Linked DNA regions of Rattus norvegicus: all the other regions are linked to region 3. A link is a contact called in public Hi-C data. All regions are on one chromosome and are shown on one strand. The core of a region is the stretch at or near the end of the contact, and the rest is flanking DNA. Distances in the headings are between cores, read along the strand shown. Region 1 has its middle 19 kb from the start of Stmnd1. Region 2 overlaps Atxn1 (ataxin 1). Region 3 holds the start of Atxn1 (ataxin 1).

What was found. A called contact is a pair of places that touch in the nucleus more often than the background predicts.
Region 1: a Hi-C map of frontal cortex shows a contact between it and region 3, with 2.6 times the contacts expected there. The contact joins the enhancer-like site here to the promoter of Atxn1 in region 3. A contact is called at or near these places in 6 of 12 Hi-C or Micro-C datasets (the A7r5 cell line, Schwann cells, frontal cortex and 3 more) and 1 of 1 datasets of contacts at active chromatin or transcription factors (oligodendrocytes).
Region 2: a contact with region 3 is called in a Hi-C map of the A7r5 cell line, with 5 times the contacts expected there. The contact joins the enhancer-like site here to the promoter of Atxn1 in region 3. A contact is called at or near these places in 4 of 12 Hi-C or Micro-C datasets (the A7r5 cell line, liver, mammary epithelial cells and 1 more).

The regions. Positions count from the first base shown.
Region 1 is chr17:18,644,572-18,647,856 of GRCr8, forward strand. No RefSeq gene overlaps it. Among named protein-coding and RNA genes, the nearest start is that of Stmnd1, 19 kb to the left of the region's middle. Within about 2 kb of position 1,425, at least 2 of the 93 cell types and tissues checked have an H3K27ac peak or open chromatin away from gene starts, as enhancers often do.
Region 2 is chr17:19,325,024-19,328,332 of GRCr8, forward strand. All of the region lies in intron 7 of Atxn1 (ataxin 1), which reads left to right. Among named protein-coding and RNA genes, the nearest start is that of Gmpr, 69 kb to the right of the region's middle. Within about 2 kb of position 1,923, at least 8 of the 93 cell types and tissues checked have an H3K27ac peak or open chromatin away from gene starts, as enhancers often do. A contact at or near this core is called in the A7r5 cell line and liver, where this site is marked.
Region 3 is chr17:18,941,920-18,945,099 of GRCr8, forward strand. Atxn1 (ataxin 1) reads left to right here and starts at 1,850. Exons shown (of 9, transcript NM_012726.3): 1 at 1,850-2,042.

The DNA of each region.
Region 1 (3,285 bases), core at 175-2,674, 300 kb before region 3:
AACATGCTTGAAGTAAAGAAAAAGACCTGGCAATGTCTTTGGATCAGTTTCCAAAGATTTAAAAACCAACCCCCTTAACAAACAAAAATAATGCCCCTCAAAACACTCTTCCAAGTAACTGACAGGTTAGTTATGTGTGGTAGCTAGCTCATACTTGTAGTCTTCTCTCTTGGAGGCTGAGGCAGGAGAATAGGTGTTACTGTAAAATTATAAAAAATACCGTCTTTTATCCCGCACTAGATCCGGCACGGAGGAGCCCCATGACATCTGGTAGACATCTTCATCTCAGTCAGCAAAGCCTCTCACCCGCTCTGCTCCATCCCATATCACACTACCGGTGGCTACTCTCTGAGCCTGTCAGCAATCTCTCTACCCATCCAGTTCCCAAGGCAGGCTGCCACCATGCCAGACATACACATCCCAATTTCATGGTGGGCTAGCGTGTCTAGCCACCACACGCTCTCTTGAATTTGAATTGCCACATGAAAGAACACACAACACCGGGGCTGGGGATTTAGCTCAGTGGTAGAGCACTTACCTAGGAAGCACAAGGCCCTGGGTTCGGTCCCCAGCCCCGAAAAAAAAAGAACCAAAAAAAAAAAAAAAAAAAAAAAGAACACACAACACAATAACCTCTGATCCAATTGATAAGATATAATTTGCTCATCTAGACATACGAAGCCCTGTACACATCCATCCCTTAAGAATATTCATAACAACCTGTAAATGTGCAGAGAGGAATCTTAACATCAGCCTCCATGTTCTCTCAGCTGCCTCTCCTTTCTCTTGTTTCAGTCTCCTCCCCTTTCTAAAACTTTTCTCCCGCCCATCCTTCCTTCTCGTCCAGTAACAGGCCTCGTTCTATCTTGTACCTGCCTTCACCTGCATAATGACATCATCCTACAAATAGATGTGAGTTTGAGCTAGCCTGGGGGCACATAATGAGTTCTAAGCCATCCTGGGCTACTTAGAGAGACTTGTCATAGAAGCCTGAAGCCACTTGAACAATGGCACTTCCTAAGGATATGCAGCAATGGTTGCCTGTGATTTCATGTCGCATACTTGGCAGGAGTTCTGTGACCTTGTAGATAATTTTTCCTGTCCAAACATCTAAGCATGGATCTACAAGCTCCTGTCGTGTTCCTTTTAAAGACCAAAAGGCTTCTCAGCTATGCCAGTTGTTTATTGAGAGAGTGCCAGAGAAGGGACAACAATGTCTTCAGGTCTCCTTCAAGGAAAGGGTGCTGGCTAGGTCAATGCTCCTAGAGAGACTCACTTCCTGGCTTTACTCTGAGAGAAGTGAAAGTGGTGACTCTCTCCCAGCCTGTCATGGAAGCTGCAAGCCTTCTTTATGAACAGCAGCTTTGAGATGCTGATGCAGAGGACTAAGTCACTAATGGCCACTGGGGGGCGATATCACCACATCAATACTAAGTGCTACTCTTGCTTCTACGGCGTCCAAGGCACCGAATAAACTTAGGTGGATGATCTGGTGCTACTGTCTACGTTACAATTAAGTACTAATCCACTAATTATGTCTCCTCTCAAAGTAACAGTAATAATCAGGGGAAGCAGCCCATACAGCGGGGCAGACTTCTGAGCAGGGAGCGTTTACTCCCTTTTTCCTGTTTCCCTTTCACAGGGGAATCTTCTGGAGAAAGGGAGAAACGACTAGGCTGCAGGTGGAGATGCCTAAGAGGCAAAGTTTATCAATAAACGTGAGACCAGTCACAAGGTGATCCTCCCAGCGTCCTTCTCAAAGAAACACGACTGGAGTCGGACGTTTGGAGTCCTATCTAAGAGCTCTGTCTGTCCTTCAGCTCCTGCATGAGTCTGCTACATGTAATATAGGCTTCTTAAGTTCCTAATGTAGGCTTAGGCACTGTGTTCTGCAGAGATAGCAGTATGACACAAGTGTAGTCCCTGGCCCAGGCTACCACAATGGATTAATTATCAACCCTCTACTCGCAAATTCCACACATGATATGAAGAGAATAAGTGTCTGCAAGATGGTCTCCTATGGGGGAGGGATGGTCAGAAACTGATATCTGAGAGACAAATGAAGAACCAACTCAGGGAACAGTGCTCTAGGTTGACCCCAAGGAAAGCTGGACTGACTAGAGAGATGTGATGTCCTTTAATGGCAGGATACTCTCCAGATAATGTTAAGAGTCTGAGATCTATTTTATTCAGAAAATTAAATGTCGATCGATCCATTAATGTTTCTGTAAGGTCAGCCTGGCTTCTGTTTTGGGGAAATGTTTGGAAGGGAGCTGGAGTCAAAGCAGGAGGAATGGAGAGGAGACAGGGAGAGAGTCTCGTCACCTGGAGACGCGTGACAAGTGCTTCACAGGGAAGAGAGAGAGGACAAAACAGATCCCAGACACACAGTGAGCAAAGCAGGTGAGGCAGGAGCTGGGTGTCAAAGGTGACCATTTAGCATCTAGCATGGGATGTGGTGGAAGGAGGTCACATTTACTGAACCAGGGAAGGGAGGATGATGAACAGAAGAGGAGCCAGGGCTCAGTTTTACGCATGATCATTTCGGATGCCAGGAGAGATTCAAGTGGGGGAGTAAGGAGCTAAGGGGGATGATGTAAGGCAGAGACTCAGTTCTGGGAGTCACCCGTGAAAAGCCCCAGAAATAGATGAGATTGCCTCTAGGGACAGTACAGCAAGTGTACGAAGAACCCAGGAGGACCAGCTAAGGACCAGACTGAGAAGCAGCACTTGCAGAGAGTGGGGACCTGTGGAAACAGAGGGAAGATCTTTTCAGATGGAGTCACTTGTGTCCGGAGAACTTACACAGTACAATGAAGAGCCCCTCGGTGACTCAAAAGCATTACCAGTTAATCCAGAGGATGTAGAATTCAGCTTAGGGTTTGAAAAGGAAATGGCACATGAGGAAGTGATCCGTAGATGTTATATTGGATTTCCACAGCTGCTATTGAATGCTGGTTATATACAACCAAAAGGTTGAAGGATTTTTGTCTATGGTCATTTGACTTGATGGGTTTGGGCAGAAGCCCAGGGCACTGGGATTTCTTTGTTACACTGCTGACAGGAAGTGCAGGGAAGCAGACAGGAAGAGCTATGGGAAAATATACCTCAAAGGGTTGGGGTCTGGTGACCTACTTCCTATAGCCAGGCCCAACCTCCTAAGGTTTTCAGAAATTCCTCAAATAGCGCCACCAGCTGTGTGTTCACTCATGAACCCGTTCAGGGAACATTTCATATCGAACCATAACAGATGGGTTATGGATTTAGACTCGAGAGGTAAAATTT
Region 2 (3,309 bases), core at 673-3,172, 380 kb after region 3:
ATAATGACAGTAGTCATTTCTTAGGGCAGAGCCCTCCCCACTGACCCTAACCTATCACCCAACAGTGTTGCTTTAGGGGTTGCATTTCTAAAATGTGAACTTTCAGGTTACACCCAAACCATACTACCCACGGACTGGAAAAGCACACAGAAGGGAAACCAGTGTATGAGCAACCTTGACTGAGAGTTGGCAAATGAACTTGAGAATTTTCTGGAAGTTTCGCATCAAGGGCAAAGAATACCTTAAATCCTTCCCAGAGTGCTTTAGTTCCTTTTTAAAAAAATAAATTCTTCTAGTTAGATAGGAAATTTCACATCCTCAACTCTGAGAAGTCTTGGTCCATCCTAACTTCAGGAAGTCCGGCCCCCTGGTGGCCCATGGCGCAGGATACAGGATGTAGCTGTCAGAGCACTTAGCTCACTGCTGTGCAGAGAAGCGGCAAGTGTGTGTGTGTGTGTGTGTGTGTGTGTGTGTGTGTGTGTGTGTGTGTGTGTCTGCTGGCAGTCCTCCCTGTGGGGGAAGGAGATTCTCCATCTCCCCACAATGCCTTTTGGGAATTACTCATCCAAAAAGTATAGAAGTACAGACAGTAAGACCAGGAACCGAGCTTAACCCTTGCCAAGAAATGCCACGCTTGAGTTTCACATCCAGCCCTTCTGAGCGTTCTCTCTGTGTGGAATCACTCTCGGATCCTTTTGATGTGAATGGAATCCTGTCTTAGGAATGGTTATGAATATGGCCCTGTCTCTTAAGCAAAGAAAGACGATGAACTTTCAAATAGCCATGCAGATGTGAGAGAAAGAAAAGCCCAGCTGTTTGACAGGAGGGGTGGTTTGAAAGGGGAAGGTTGATGTCATCACAGGACCAGGAGCTGATTGCTGGGCAGCAGTGAAGGGATAGCTGCAGAATCCTACGGATCACGGTTAGCATTGATTGAGCTATTGGACATTATACCAAGCTCTGTGCAAGTCAGTGTCTCCCCTTTTGATCAGCAGAGACATTACTGATAAAATTACACATCGGGTAAGTAATTATCTCCCTAAACAGGGCGTATGCATTATTCAAATAAAATAAAAATTGCATTAAGGAGGAAAGGGAATTTTAGAAGATGATGTAGTCAGGTAGAAGTGAAAGCTTGGATTGGAACCTGCCCTTTCCTTGACCTTACACCGTGGTTGACCATATCCTTGTCATTACACCGAAGCTTTGGGTCCTTCCTCATCGGTTGCAGCCACACAGGATGGGACACATCGGCAGTCTCAGCATTCAGGGGAATAAGGAGAACCAGGTCAGCCGGAACAGCAGGAGAACCTGTTATGGGGAGAAAAGGGTGTGTGTGTGTGTGTGTGTGTGTGTGTGTGTGTGTGTGTGTGTGTGTGTGTGCCTGCAGACAGACAGGGAGAGAAAGATCACATCAGTGTCACCTCCCTATCATTATTTAACAATAGCGTTAACATTTTGTATTGATATTTTATGGAGAAATGTTTCATGAGCGCTACAGGAAGCTGGGTTACAGGACATGGCGAAGAGCTGAACACAGCAGAATTACTTCCTCCCCTTTCTGACAATGCTGCCCTGATGAGTAGACTCCTTGCCCTAGCAGTCTTGGGGCTGTGGCCACATGGAAGGCCACCTTCCCCTGTCCTTAAAGCAGTTTGCATTAGACCAGATCAAGATCCCTGAAGGTTCCCGTGACCCTTCCCAGCCGTCCAGCCTAAGTGGTGGATCACGTGGGCACTTGGGAAGCTGGCACAAGGGACACTGGAAAGCTCGATCGTTTTTGCTTCCACACTGAAACCAGGAAAAGTCCTGACAGAAAGGCATTTCCAGCTTTTCTCAAAAAAACTCTGACCCAACCTCTTGGGACCTGTTTGGATCCAGATGGTCATTTTCCTGTCTTAAGCCTTTCCAGGAATTCCAGAGTGGGCAGGCAGCCAAAGGACACTGGCCACAACGAGCTGCAGCCGCATTCTCCCTGTGAGAGCAGCTTCTACAGATGTCTCAAGCCAGATGTTTGCCTCGTCCCCTCCATCCTGGTCCAGACTCATGCCCCTGGACTCATCACACATCTGTAATCCCAACACCCAGAAGGCAGAGGCAGGAGAATCAGAAATCCAAGGTCATCCTCAGCTACATTGCATATCTGTGAGCCAACCTAGGCTACCTGAGATCCTGTCTCAAAAAAAAAAAAAAAAAAAAAAAGTCCTAGACTTCTTCGTTTAAACCATTTGTAAGCCAGAGCTCTCCAAACTAATCTAATTGAGCTATTAAAACCAAGGCCGGGCATTTATTTTTATTCTCATTAATCTTAATTTTCTTGTTCTATGCCATCACTTCCAGCCTGAGGATATATTTGCATATTAATCACAACACACTAAATATCCCCTCCAGCCTTCTGCTACCTCTAAAGATGATAACCAAAACACTAATGAAATGGTGAGCAGTGCAGAGCCGAAGAGAGTGTGGGAAGCCCTGTCCTAGGTCCTGTGCTGACACAGCATCGAAGGCCCACTGAAGAGACGAGACGTGAAGTGGCGAATACAGACCCACTTCCTCTGAGGCAAGCCCAGTCAGTCAACCCCGAGGCTGTCTCATTATGACAGTTGCCTCATTCCTGCATACTCCAAGGATGTTGTGTTAACCAAACTGAAGGACCTCTGTCTATAGCATCCAGAATTTCTTCTGGTGATAGAGTCAAATGGGAAGGCTTGAGGTGAGGACCCCAAGAAGTCTCACCGTGTCCTCTGTCATTAACCAAGGGTCCCATCTCTTAGCGTGGTTAAGTATCACTTATCCAAAGAATTTAGGACAAGAAGTGTTCTTCATTTACTACCTTCTCAGTTTTAAATATTTTTGCACGTAAGACGAGATCTTAAGAATGGGACCCAAACGTGTATTTGAGCTTTACCGATGGAGAAAATCACCTTTGTTTTATGTAAGATTTTTAGTGAACCTACCTTGTGACTCAAATCCACCATGTGAGGCCAGGTGTGGAATTGTTCACTTGTGTCCTGGGGCTGCACACAGACTTGGGGATTTGGGGAACATTTGGTGCTTGGGATTTGCAGGTTTGCAGTGGTGAAGCCGGCCTAATTTTGATGAGCCTTCTCCATTCCTTCCTCTTGTTTGTGCAAGCCGGGTGAGGGGGGGGGGAGTCCAGCTCACTCACACTGAGAATGTCAGGATCGTGTGTGTAGAGACAGCGTCATCACGTATTCCTCACCCTTGAAATGTGTTTTTTTAAGGCCGTGTGTGTCGAATTCTAGAAGCACCTTCCATTCCAAGCAGCCAGTTGCTATTTACAGACCT
Region 3 (3,180 bases), core at 600-3,099:
TCAGTTTCAAAGACAGCTTTACCAAGAGGGAGTGAAAGATAGCAGTCAGTTAAGCTCTGAACTATTAACCTTCACCTGGAGAAAGTGCAGAAGGGAAAACAAAACTAGACAGAGCCTCCACAGGAAACTCACTTTAACCGTCCACTAGAGGCTGTAAGGAGACCAGTAATGTCACTTTAGCATATGAAGTCTAACAATCATGGATCTTTAAGTGAACAACACAGTTACGGGGGAGAGGGGCGGTGGGGGCGGGGAGGGGGAAGAGAACAGTTGTAGTTCTATTTAAACAACCGTGGATGTGTGCACGGTGTTTCAAAACCTGAGAATAGATTTGTATCCTACACACACACACACACACACACACACACACACACACACACACACACACACACACACACGGCATTTCTTTTTTAACTTCTGAAGTGCGGGCTCCACAATACAGTAGTTTAAAAGCTCACACGTTTCTCTCGGTGACTCTGTACGCTGCTTCAGATAGTGACTAACTGTTAGGTCCTACGTAAACTGAGCCAAAAGGTCTCTCAAATCCAGCTACAGTCAATAGTAGTGGCTTCCAGCGAGACCAAGGGATCAAGTTTCCAGACTCTTAGTTTTAAGCACCTGAAAGAGGTCAGATGCTGGCCTGACACCTACTGGTCTTCAAGAATTATCTGCAGCAAAGAGATCGCCACACCGAGCGACCCTCCTGGGGAGGTGCGGGCTCTTCCTTCGGATGCCACACCTGTTGGCAAGGTGCACTCCTCCGGAGAAGATTCCTTCCCACGGAGCTCACACCCGGCTGAGGTGTAGCCGGAGGGGGCGGGTGGGGACTCCGCGTCTGCGTTTAGCCACCGGGCCAAGGTGGGAAGTTCTTTCGCCTTGGATTCCCGAGAACCACCATCCACTGCTCAGTGCACGGGTTACCTCACTTGAGATGAGATGAATGGTCCACAGTTAGCTGTGAGGAGTGAGCAGCAGTTCGGTTACCAGGGCTAGAGCTGAGACGTTCGATGCTCATAGCAGATTTCTAGACCAGCAGAATTTGAAAGGAGGCCCAGGAGGTCGCCAGCTTGTCCAGGCAGGAAAGGTGAGGGTGCCGGTGCAAGCTGGGGAAGCCTGAGAACTTTCCGGAGTTGCAAGCCAAGGCAGAAGGCACCGGCCTAGCATCGGGTGGCTCAGGACTGGCGGGCTGGCTAGTTAACCGCGGGGATACAAAGAGTCCTCTTAGATGCTCACCAGGGGCACCCTGGGTGCTTCGTAATTAGAATCAGCCGACTTCCCCGCCCCCTTGGGTATTTTACCAGGTGGGAGTCAAAGCCTGACACCCGTTGCTCTGAGTCTCCCAGGTTGCCTGAGTTGCACCCTGCACTCACCCTGTCCCCCTCCAACTAGGTTGCAGGGAGCCGGGGAGGCGCGCGAGCACCGATCGGTCACCACTCCAATGACCTCATCGCCCCAACTTCCCCGCCCCTTTCTCAAACCTGGAAGGCACAGTTCCCTCCGGTCGGTGTCCGGGATCTGGAGTCGCAGTTGCGGAGAGACACCCGGCCTCCCCTGGAGCGAGCGCTGCCCCAGCCCGGGTGCATAGAAGGGTTAAGGGCGCGGGCCGGCAGCCGCGCCGTGCGCTCGCCGTGCTCTGTGCGGCTCGCCGGGCCGCCTGCCAGAGGGTGCCTCTCCCCCCCCCCCCCCCCATGAAGTCGGATCCTTGAGCTGCGGCGGCGGCAGCCAACTGCTCCATATTTGGCTTCTATTACACATTTACATACTGGAGCGAGCGAGCGAGCGCGAGAGAGAGCGCGAGGGAGGGAGGGCGGGCGGAGGGAGGAGGGAGGGGAGGGGGGAGGAGGAGGAGGAGGAGAGAGCAGAGTATACCGCAGACATCATTTCTACTACAGTGGAGGAGCCGTACAGGACCTGTTTCACTGCAGGGGGATCCAAAACAAGCCCCGTGGAGCCGCAGCTAGAGCTACAACAGCCGCAGGACACTGTGTCTCTCCCTCTGTTCCCCCTTCCCCACGCAACCCCAGATCCATTTACACTTTACAGTAAGTGGCTATTTTTTTTCCTCCTCTGATTCTTTCTCTCCCCCCTCCCCCTCCCCCCGATTTAGATTAAAATCACCTCCTCCCGCACCCCAATCCGCTCTCTCCGGAGAGGGGGCCAAAGAAACATCCAGCATAAAACCCCCCTCCCCCAGTCTCAATGGGCTGCACGGAAAACAGCTGGAAGAGGAGCGAAGGAAACCGACGCGTCGTGGTGTGTGTGTGTGTGTGTGTGTGTGTGTGTGTGTGTGTGTGTGTGTGTGTGTGTGTGTGTGGTGTGTGTGCAGGCGCGCGCGAGTGTATGTGTGACTGTGTACATACACCAGTGCCCGGCTCCTGCCTCCCGGCTCGGGACCCCCACTGGGAGCAGGAGCGGCTAGCAAGGGGAGCAGCTAGGGGCTGGGTGGGCGGCCGCCAGGAGAGGGGGCGCGCCCGGGCGGGGGGCGCGGGTGGGGAGAACGGCGGCGCCCCGCTCCGGCTGCTGCTGGTCCGGCGGCGGCGAGCGCATAGAGCCCCGTCCTCCTCCTTCCGTGTGGCGTAGGGGGAGGCGGCAGCCGCGGAGGGTCGCGCTGCCCTCTTCACTCCTCAACAGCCCCCCTCCCGAGTGGGGGCGGCGAGCGCTGCGGGGGCTCGAGGGAGGGCTGGGCTTCCCCGCCCGGGGTCGCCTAGCTTGAGAGAGGCAACCCCGAGCTTGGGGTCTCCCCGCCCAGGCCAGCGTCTCGGGGCCAGGAGGGGACCTAGAGGGGACTTGCAGGAGGCTCGGGGGCGCGGAGAGGTGGCGGCTCAGGGGGCAAGGGCACGCGGGCCATCGCAGCGCAGTGGGAGAGGCGACAGGGACCGGCCCTAGCTGCAGCCGCCACCGCCGCCCTGTTGGTGCGGCCGCTTCCTGATCCAAAGCAGCAGCAGCAGCAGCGGCAGCCGCCGCCACCGGAGCTGGAGCCGGGAGCCGGGAGCCGGGAGCCCGCGAGCGCCCCAGCTCGGCCCGGCGTCCCTGCCGGCGCCCGCGGCAGTAGCGGAGGAGCTGCGGGCGCTGCCCTGCGCCGGGACTGCTCTCCTGCGCGGCGGCAGGGAGGGTGAATGAAGACGGGAGGAGGGGAAGGAGGAGGCGGCGGCGGAGGAGGCGCTGCGGGGATTGGGATGT